Regions from separate parts of the Sus scrofa genome. Here regions 2 and 3 are each linked to region 1. A link is a contact called in public Hi-C data. All regions are on one chromosome and are shown on one strand. The core of a region is the stretch at or near the end of the contact, and the rest is flanking DNA. Distances in the headings are between cores, read along the strand shown. Region 1 holds the start of SGK1 (serum/glucocorticoid regulated kinase 1). Region 2 has its middle 230 kb from the start of ALDH8A1. Region 3 overlaps LOC110260031 (a long non-coding RNA gene).

Region 1 (2,745 bases), core at 163-2,662:
ATGAAAAATTCAGATGTGAAATTACCTTTCCAAAACTGCCCTTCCCAATCACTTTCAAGAAGTGAAAGTCAGACGGTTTAGCATGAGGATTGGAAGATGGGCCCAGGTTGATTTGCTGAGAAGGACTTGGCTGGAAAATAAAATGTTTTCTTTTAATAGCCTTGCTTCAAAGGAAGATTATCAGTTATACAGTACAGGCAATGTAAAGGAGAATACATCTACAGATGACTGAGGCAGGTCCCCATATATCTATAAACACATTCCAAACTACTTTTCATCTATACATGTGACTATCGTATGGAAATTGTACAGTCGTGCTATTGTTAAACAGAAAATACCCTTATGAAATATGCCTTTTAAAATACTCCACTGACTCATACTTAAGTGCTTACTTATGTCACTTGTTTGCCATGCACTAATGAGGCATTCCTGCCTTGACACTAACTTCTAGAAATGCTGTTTTAACTCAACAATGTAGGAAGACTTATATGACTCATTTACAAGATTTCTCCATTGATGCATCACAACAGAGGACACTTACAGGAGGAGAAGGGTTGGCATTCATAAGCTCAGGCTCCTGAGGTTGAGAGATTTTCAAAATGGACTGAACTTCAGAGCTGCAAAGAAAGGAAGAAGTTAGAACCTGCTCGCTCTCCACAAGGGGGCAGAACAACACCAACAGTGAATTTCTGGCTCAACTTTTCCGGAGAATTCAGTGTTTCAACTAAAAACATCCAAATCAACTACTCAGCTAAAGAAAATAATCGCCAAAGAAAAGAATAAACCCAGTTAACTACAGAGAGGACGGTTGTCCTTTGTGGAGAGAGGGGATTAATTAGGCACACATGAAAGTTTCCTCTTGAATTTCTAGAACAAGCCCAATCAGCTAATTAATTCTAATGTTTCAAATGTTTTAAATAATTAGAACCTAAAGAGAAAACGGACCCGCCCCCTCCCCCCCAGAAAGTCTTTAGCATCCTGATCCATATACTGATGAGAATGTGTCTTCACTACTGGTAAATGGAAAATTTTACTACTTATGTTTATTTTCCCAAATCGCCCCCCAACTTACTGTTTGCATGCATAGGAATTATTGGCAATCTTCTGAATAAAGTCGTTCAGGCCCATCCTTCTCTGTTTCATGAAAGCTGTGAATTAGAGAGGAGAAATACATGTTTAGACGGTATTGTAACATCCAACGCCACGCACACTAATCTGATCCGGGACTTTGCAAAATTTCCACTTCGCGAAACCTAGAAATCCAGCCGTATTCCTACACTCACCGATGAGAATTGCTACCATTCCCCTCATTCTGGAGTAAGTGAGTGTGTTCCTAGCAGCCTCGGTTTTCACTGTCATCGTCACAGAGAACAGGGAGTTGCTAGCGAAGGGAGACCTGCTCAGCCAACACTGCGCTCCCGCACTGCCACCGCCTTTATAAGCGTTTTGTCGCCGCGGGGGCGGGGCCCACGCAACAATGAGGAAGTGGCGCTGCCTGGCCCCGCCCCGGCCCCGCCCCCGGCTGCCTGCGGCTCGACCGGCGGCGAAGCGGCTGGCTGCGGGCGGTTCCGCCCCCGGTCAGAGGACCATCCGCGAGCAGAAGAGGGGGGGGAAGCGGGGACCGCCTGGGGAGGGCCAGGCGCGGGGCTGTTATCGGCTTCCCTCGGCTCCCGAGCCGGAGAGAGGGAAACCGCAAAAGAAGGGGGTGGGGAGCGAGGGAGCGGCCGGAGTAATTTTCCACCTTTCTCATTTATTCCGCTCGGCGAGGAAATCAGAGTCTAGGCAAATCAGGAAATCTGAGCGCTTTCGGCTCGGTGCGCGGCGATCGGGGTGGCTCGGTGCCCGCTCTAGTTTCTCAAGCCCTTAGTTCGGATTCACCCCGAGCCCTGGCTCCGACCCTGACCCTCTCCCTTAATTCGCGCAGCAGCCTCCGCAGCGCTTGCCGGGCGGCTGTGCACCACCAACCCGGGTTATCTCTCCCGCGCAGGGCGGCAGCGCCGGGCGAGGGCAGCTCAGCGTGCCCTTATCTTCAGGGTCAGTGTGGGGCCAGGGCTCCCGGCCGGTCCCCCCGTTCCCGCCGCCCTCCTACCCCGGCCCCAGCCCGCCACCCTCAGTACAACCCCAAATACCCAGCCCCACTCGCCAGGTCCGAGCAACTAGTGGATGAGTGGGGGAGAAAAGTCCCCAGAGTGCCGGCAGCGGTCCTTACCTAGTCCGGTCAGAAGGAAGGACTCACTCCTTTTCTGCACCTCGGCCCTCTTTTTGTGGCGGGGCCGGAGCAGGGACTCGAGCCGGGTCCTGGCCAGTGCGCCCTGCATCTCCCCCATGGGCAGCGGCGGCGGGGCGCGCAGCGGGCGAGGGCGACAAGAGAACACTGACGTTTCCTTGAAGGAGCCGCCGTGACTCAGGCCGGGCAAGATTTCCTGCCCAGAGTCCCAAAACAAACAAATGGCCCTTGTGCACGGCCGAGCCGCTTCCGAAAACGCCTTTTTTGTGCTTTTGGCCAAAGCCAAGCAAGGCTGAAAAATCCCAGAACTTGGAAGAGGAGGAAGGAAGGAAAGAAAGAGGGAAGGGGGAGGGAGAGGTCAGGAATGTGGAGGGGAGGGGGCGGAAATAAAATTCGTCTCTGCACTAAAGTGGAAAAAAAAATCTGCATTTCAGTCCCCCCCCCCAAGTAATCTTTGGGAACATTCTGTCCGTTGGGCATATGCTTTTTTTCCTTGCATTTTTAATCCCCGTCATGCC
Region 2 (3,062 bases), core at 453-2,952, 450 kb after region 1:
AAGAGGGGGGCGGTGCTGGGTCATCCATCAACAAAGATTCACTACAGAGGCAACAGACTGCTTCCACATCTGACCCTGCTACTTGTGAAGCAAAGGAATCCCCTCCCCCAGGTCTCTTAGAAGATGGAGATAATAGTAAGCCCAACTCTTCAGGTTGCCTTGAAGTATATGTACACTAATGCTTAACAAGTGCCCAGTACAGTGTCTGTCATGTACAAAGCCTGCCTATTCACTTTCCCTAAATCACACCATCTCTTCCAATTTTTATCGTGCCTATGTAAGGCTTTTCTATATTACTTTCATGTATAAGCATATTCGTTGTTTGTCTCTCACATCCATGCATATTAGTACTCTACTACCAAATATGTGCTTCCAGAGACAAGAGACCATACCTTACGTAGCCACTTGCTTTTGAATAACTGACAATGATAATACTAACAGAGAGGCATTGCCCTAGTAATTAGTCTTAAATATTGTTTTGAGATTTCTAAAAATATCTCCCTAACGTGGTATTTATAACGCAGTGTTTATAGTTACACTCGCACTATAGGCTTCCATTTTCTTTTCCATGGTCACACTGAGGAAATGCTCTTGATTATACAGAGACCACATTGTCCATACAAGCCTTTTGATGACGGAATGGTTGGCACAGGCTTCCCTTCCTAAATATTTCGATGATTCACTTGTTCCATTTTTAAACATCAGTTTGGCGTTGGTGACATCTGCTAATTATTTGGTTCGATTCGTGGCTGGCATGAGATGTCCATCGGCAGCAATCAGGAAGATGTGATCAGTGTGAAATTCAGGCTACCCAGTCCATGACCAATTTGTAGTCATGCGTTGTCTTGTCTGTTTTTCTCTTTTCCCCAGAGGTATCGTTATTGGAAACATGGCTACCAGGAGTTTAGCATAAACCTGGTGAAAGACATCATTCAAGCGGAAGGTGCACTATCTTCTTATTAATAATATATCAACTCTGGAGTTCCCATTCTGGCACAGTGGAAACGAATCCAACTAGTAACCATAAGGTTGCGGGTTCGATCCCTGGCCTCACTCAGCCGGTTAAGGATCTGGCGTTGCCCTGACCTGTGGTGTAGGTCACAGACGTGGCTTGGATCTGGTGTTGCTGTGGCTGTAGCATAGGCCAGCAGCTGTGGCTCTGATTTGACTCCTAGCCTGGGAACTTCCATATGCTGCAGGTACAGCCCTAAAAAGCAATATATATATATATATATATCTCACCTCTGGAATTGCATTTCTTGGCCTATCCAATTGCATAGTTAAAGCCTTTTGCACCTCTCTTAAGGTCTGCTCCCAACCCTCATTCCGATGTAGAAGCAGTCATGAAAAAGAACTGAAAACTGACCTTTTTTGCTTCCAGGTACCAGGTTTTGAGAATTCCCCATAATGGCCCTTGTTTATTTGTTTGTTTCACCATCGTTATATGACTGTCACAGCTTCGTTAAGACATGTTAGTTAAGCTTCCTGGTTTAATTCTGAGTAAATTTAATCACCCTCAGTAAATCTACTAATAATTTTGCTTGTTTGTTTTTGTAGTGCTCAGCCAAGATTGGAGAGCAGTGGACTCAGACCCTGGTAGTAGCTGCATTTACTAATTCTTTATGCAACACTTTAGGTGGAAATTAGGGTACCTTTTCGCCATGTTGTGGTCTACCAAAGTACACAGAGGAAAATGTCTTCTGCCCCCTGGTGCTCCTGGTCTGCTACTGCAGCAGATGACAGTGCAGGGATCTTCAAGACAGAGTAGAGGGGTTTGCACATCTGCTGGTGGCAACTGGGAAAGCCACACCCTTTGAGGGCTTCACATATGAGGTAGTGCTAAAAACCTCAGTATTAGGTAAATTAATGGGGAGGAAGACTCAGCCAGTATAGTCAGCCCTGATGGGAGAACAGCAGCGACTCTGGGCTCTAGGTCTTATTGCTCTCTTGGCCTCTTCATTGGGGAACCCTCTGGGGCCAGAAACTCTGGCCATTGCTTCTTCTGTTGACTAAGCCAGATCCCACCTACTTCAGCACATTGACACCTGCTGCTCCCTCAACCTAAAAATCTCCCTATCCCCCTTCACCCACTAAACCTACCCTCCTTTCCAGACTTATCTGACAGGACATTTGGGTGAAAAAGACTGAAAATCAGGATGCTCTTAAGTCTTCTCACACCACCTGGGTCTTGCCTTTCGAGGCACTCATTACAATTGTAATTGAATAATTAATCATAAAAATTGTTGTTTAACGAATGGGTCATCTGCTAAAATGGAAGTCTCCGAGGGTCTTACATTTGCCTTTCAGTTTTTTTTTTTTTTTACGCATCTTAGGTGCATAATATATTTTTTAATGAATTTTGGATTGAGAACTCAACATTCTCAAATTTGACAGTACTTCTTTAGGTTTTGTGAATAAATCATAGTCAGGTTTATTATGGAGCACAATTTCAGTTACCCAGGGAAGGACAGAGAAGTTATGGAGAGGGTGGTCTGAATTGAGTCAACTTTCCCTTCATTCTGTTTTACCCAGGAGTAGTTGCACGCTAATGTAATCAAGCATCAAAACAAGCTTGCAGAAACTTTTCTCTTTCTACAAACTTCTCTCACTGCAGAAAGGATATGAATTCTACTCAAACCCCACTTCCATTTTACCATCTGCTTGCTGTGCAGACCCACCCTCCAAGACTCTAAGAGTTTTTCTTGTGATACATGCATATAGGATCAGAATCCTGGATACCACGTCAGTGCTCTTTGCTTCGTATGACCAGCAACAAAGCTTTTCATTACTGGGCATGAAGAAACCTTCTGGTTATTTTCTCTATAGTCTTACTCTAGAAATAAGCAATGAATGTAACTTTCTTTTGGCAGATAGAGGAAATGGGCACAGGCAAATCCGGAGCCCTTGACCACTGTCTTGCAGGTAAGACTGGTCACCTCTAGAGCAGCAGTAGAAAGAAACCTCAAGGACTTTGCTTTAGGGCAGTTCCCCAAGGTGTATAGCTGATCCCAGATTCTGGGTTTCCTCCCATTGACTAAAAGTATAATAAATACAAGTTACAG
Region 3 (3,076 bases), core at 375-2,874, 480 kb after region 1:
CAGAGAGGTGAACTGGCTAATTCAAAGTCAAGCAAATGGTGATTTGATTATTCGAAGGACAAATAGCCACCCCTTACATAAGAAAGAATTCACAAATTCACTTTCTCAGTGTCCTCGGAAAGCATATTTAAAGAACCAGGTGTATATTACACACTAACAGATAGGCACAGAGATATTTAGGGAAAGCCTTGCTTATCTAATGCTGTGAGCCCTGACTCAGGAGAACAGGTGAACAAAGAACATCAAAGAGAGAAGTCAGCTGAGGCCTCAAGGCCTAGATCTAATGCTGGCTCTGCCCTGAGCCTTCCTCCTCTCTCAGTACTCGCCTGCTCCTGAGTCTCAAGGCACCCCGGTCTTTTCTGTTAGAATATTTGTCACTTACTTGTTTTTAACATTTACCTGGTGCCAAAGGCAACACTCTTCCAAATGTTTTCCTCAAAACAAGCCTATGTGACATGCAGTATTATCCTCATTTTATAGATGGGGAGCAAAGGGACAGAGACAGGAGATCACTCCGCCCAGATGGAACAGGAGTCAAATCCAGGCGGGCGAGGCCCAGAATTCATGCTCTAACCCCTACCCTACACCCCTTTGGCCATGTTAAGGCTGTAGACATCCACGCCCAGATTTTTCTTCTACCGCAAACTTACTGAGAACAGAGTTCATTCTAACCCAGGCCTATATTCCAGAGAACATTTAGAATAGTGCCTGGGGCAGACTTAGACATCCAATCATTAACTAACTAAATGAATAACAAATAGGAGAAGAAGGCATAAGGGCATCTAGGCTTTGATAGCAAGAACACATCTGTTCTGTCGATAGCAGGAACCACAACCAGACTTATGGTTACCAAGGATGGGGGTGAGGAGAAGGACGGAGAGTTTGGGATTAGCAGAGGGCAACTACTATACATAAGATGGATGTTGTTACAAGGTCCTACTGTATAGTACATGGTTCAGCAGCCTGTGATAAGCCATGATGGAAAAAAATATGAAAAGGAATAAATATGTTTATAACGATGTCACCTGGCTGTACAACAGAGATTAACACAACACTGTAAGTCAACTATACTTCATACAAGTTTTTTAAAAAAGAACACATCTGTGTTGTGATAATGGGGCTGGAGAAACACCGTCCTAACTCTTTGGTCCTTTCATTCCCACCTACTCCCTGCATCCTACCTTCCTTAAGCTGCTGTGCTAAAGGTGTTAAAAATGGATGAACTATAGGGAAAATAGCCAACTGCAGAATGAGAGCTAGCTCTTGATGAAACTCTAAAGAAATGTGACTTTGCTGCTTTCTGTTTCCTTTTTCCCCCTTGGGGGGGGGAGCGGGGCGGGGGCATTTGAAGTGTCTGGGGCTTCACTTCACGGGTTTGGAGAGGTCACCACTGGACCTCCAGGAAGAGAACAGTCTGACCACAGCAGTGGGACAATCACTGTAAGGCACATGCTATAAAATATATATTCCCTCCGACATATGATTCAGCCCCACTCAAATGTTCTCTGTAGTTCAGATTTGTACATTTGATGTACCCTTCCCTCATAAACTCTCATAAAACCTCCTTAGTGCATGACTCACTTTTGTTCATTTACTCACATTTCGGTGATGATAATTAACCTTGGCTAAGAGGTTCTCTTCACTAGACTGACTCAGGGGTTGTTAAAAGCAACCGGCTCACACACTAGACAGTCGAAGAAATGCAATTGGGCTCATGTGTTCTAGTATTCACATCTAACATTCTTGTAAATCCAAGCTCTCAGCTGGAGGGTCTCTTGGTCAAAGCAGGGGCTCTGAAGTCCAGGTCCTCAGTTTTGGTCAGTCAGTCTCATGGTTGCAGCCATTCAATAACTGGTAACTGGGATGGAAAAGCCAGAAAAGAATGAAAGTGTTTCCTTGTTATTATTATATTTTATAATAGAATAGCCTATTTGATTTCTTACTTGGCTTAAAATTGCATGACTCGTTCCTCAAAAAATTAAAGAATTACCACATGACCCAGAAATTTCACTCCTAGGTATGTACCTAAAGAATTGAAAACAGAACTTCCTGTGGTGACTCAGCGAGTTAAGAACCCAACATAGTGTCCAGGAGGATGCAGGTTTGATCCCTGGCCTTGCTCAATGGGTTAAGGATCTGGCATTGCTGCAAGCTGTGGCATAGGTCACAGATGCAGCTCAGATCTGGTGTTACCGTGGCTGTGGCATAGGCTGGCAGCTGCAACTCCAGTTTGACCCCTAGCCCTCAAACTTCCATATGCCACAGCTGTGGCTATAGGAAAAACAAACAAACAAACAAATAAGAACTGAAAACAGGTATTAAAATAAACACATGCAGTTGCATTTTCATAGCAACACCGTTGCCAGTAACCAAAGTAGAAGAAGCCCAATGTCCAACAACTGATAACTGGATAAGCAAATTGTGGCAAATACATAGAGTAGAATACTATTCAGTCATAAAAAGAAGTGAGTATTGATACAGACTCCAACACAATGAAACTTGAAATCACATGCTAAAGGAAAGAAGCCAAACTCAAAAGGTCTCATATTATGTGATTCTGTTTAATCCAAAACATTCAGAATAGGTAAATCCATAGAAACAGAAAACATATTAATGGTAGCCAGAGGCTGAGGGGATGAGAAATATGGGAAGGACGGCTCAGTGGGGACAGGGCTTCCTTTTAAGGTGATGAAAATGTTTGGGAACTAAATAAAGACGGTGATTATACAACATTGTGAACATACAAACTGCCACTGAATTGTCGCCTTTAAAATAGTTATGTGAATTTGACCTCAATTTTTAAAAATTGCATGTCTTCCTATTGAGGAATTACTAATACACTAAATAAAATTATAAACCTGTCATTCTTTTGCAAATCAGTATGGCACACATCCTATCATACAAGGATAATGTTCAAATTATTTAATAACCAGCAAAGAACACATGCCCCCACTCAAAAATTACAGCTCCTGTTAAAATTAGTGCTTCAGCTTTCAGCCATTTAGACAGAGACCCACCGAAGAATCATTTTCAACCAAAGCCATGTGTGCAGGTCAGCAGGCATAATCTCAATGAC

Evidence for each region. A called contact is a pair of places that touch in the nucleus more often than the background predicts.
Region 2: a Hi-C map of alveolar macrophages shows a contact between it and region 1, with 5 times the contacts expected there. The contact joins the enhancer-like site here to the promoter of SGK1 in region 1. A contact is called at or near these places in 1 of 5 promoter capture datasets (liver), 25 of 47 Hi-C or Micro-C datasets (adipose tissue, alveolar macrophages, blood and 13 more) and 2 of 2 datasets of contacts at active chromatin or transcription factors (alveolar macrophages and skeletal muscle).
Region 3: a contact with region 1 is called in a Hi-C map of embryonic fibroblasts, with 2.2 times the contacts expected there. The contact joins the enhancer-like site here to the promoter of SGK1 in region 1. A contact is called at or near these places in 8 of 47 Hi-C or Micro-C datasets (embryonic fibroblasts, epiblast stem cells, fetal liver and 2 more) and 2 of 2 datasets of contacts at active chromatin or transcription factors (alveolar macrophages and skeletal muscle).

What each region holds. Positions count from the first base shown.
Region 1 is chr1:29,746,562-29,749,306 of Sscrofa11.1, reverse strand. It overlaps SGK1 (serum/glucocorticoid regulated kinase 1), which reads right to left and starts at 1,412. Exons shown (of 12, transcript NM_001244459.1): 1 at 1,284-1,412; 2 at 1,073-1,148; 3 at 542-617; 4 at 26-130. The coding sequence starts at 1,359.
Region 2 is chr1:29,292,786-29,295,847 of Sscrofa11.1, reverse strand. No RefSeq gene overlaps it. Among named protein-coding and RNA genes, the nearest start is that of ALDH8A1, 230 kb to the right of the region's middle. Within about 2 kb of position 1,702, at least 6 of the 83 cell types and tissues checked have an H3K27ac peak or open chromatin away from gene starts, as enhancers often do. A contact at or near this core is called in adipose tissue, alveolar macrophages and retroperitoneal adipose tissue, where this site is marked.
Region 3 is chr1:29,264,234-29,267,309 of Sscrofa11.1, reverse strand. LOC110260031 (a long non-coding RNA gene) reads right to left here. Exons shown (of 4, transcript XR_002342774.1): 2 at 1,600-1,858. Among named protein-coding and RNA genes, the nearest start is that of ALDH8A1, 210 kb to the right of the region's middle. Within about 2 kb of position 1,624, at least 7 of the 83 cell types and tissues checked have an H3K27ac peak or open chromatin away from gene starts, as enhancers often do. A contact at or near this core is called in embryonic fibroblasts, where this site is marked.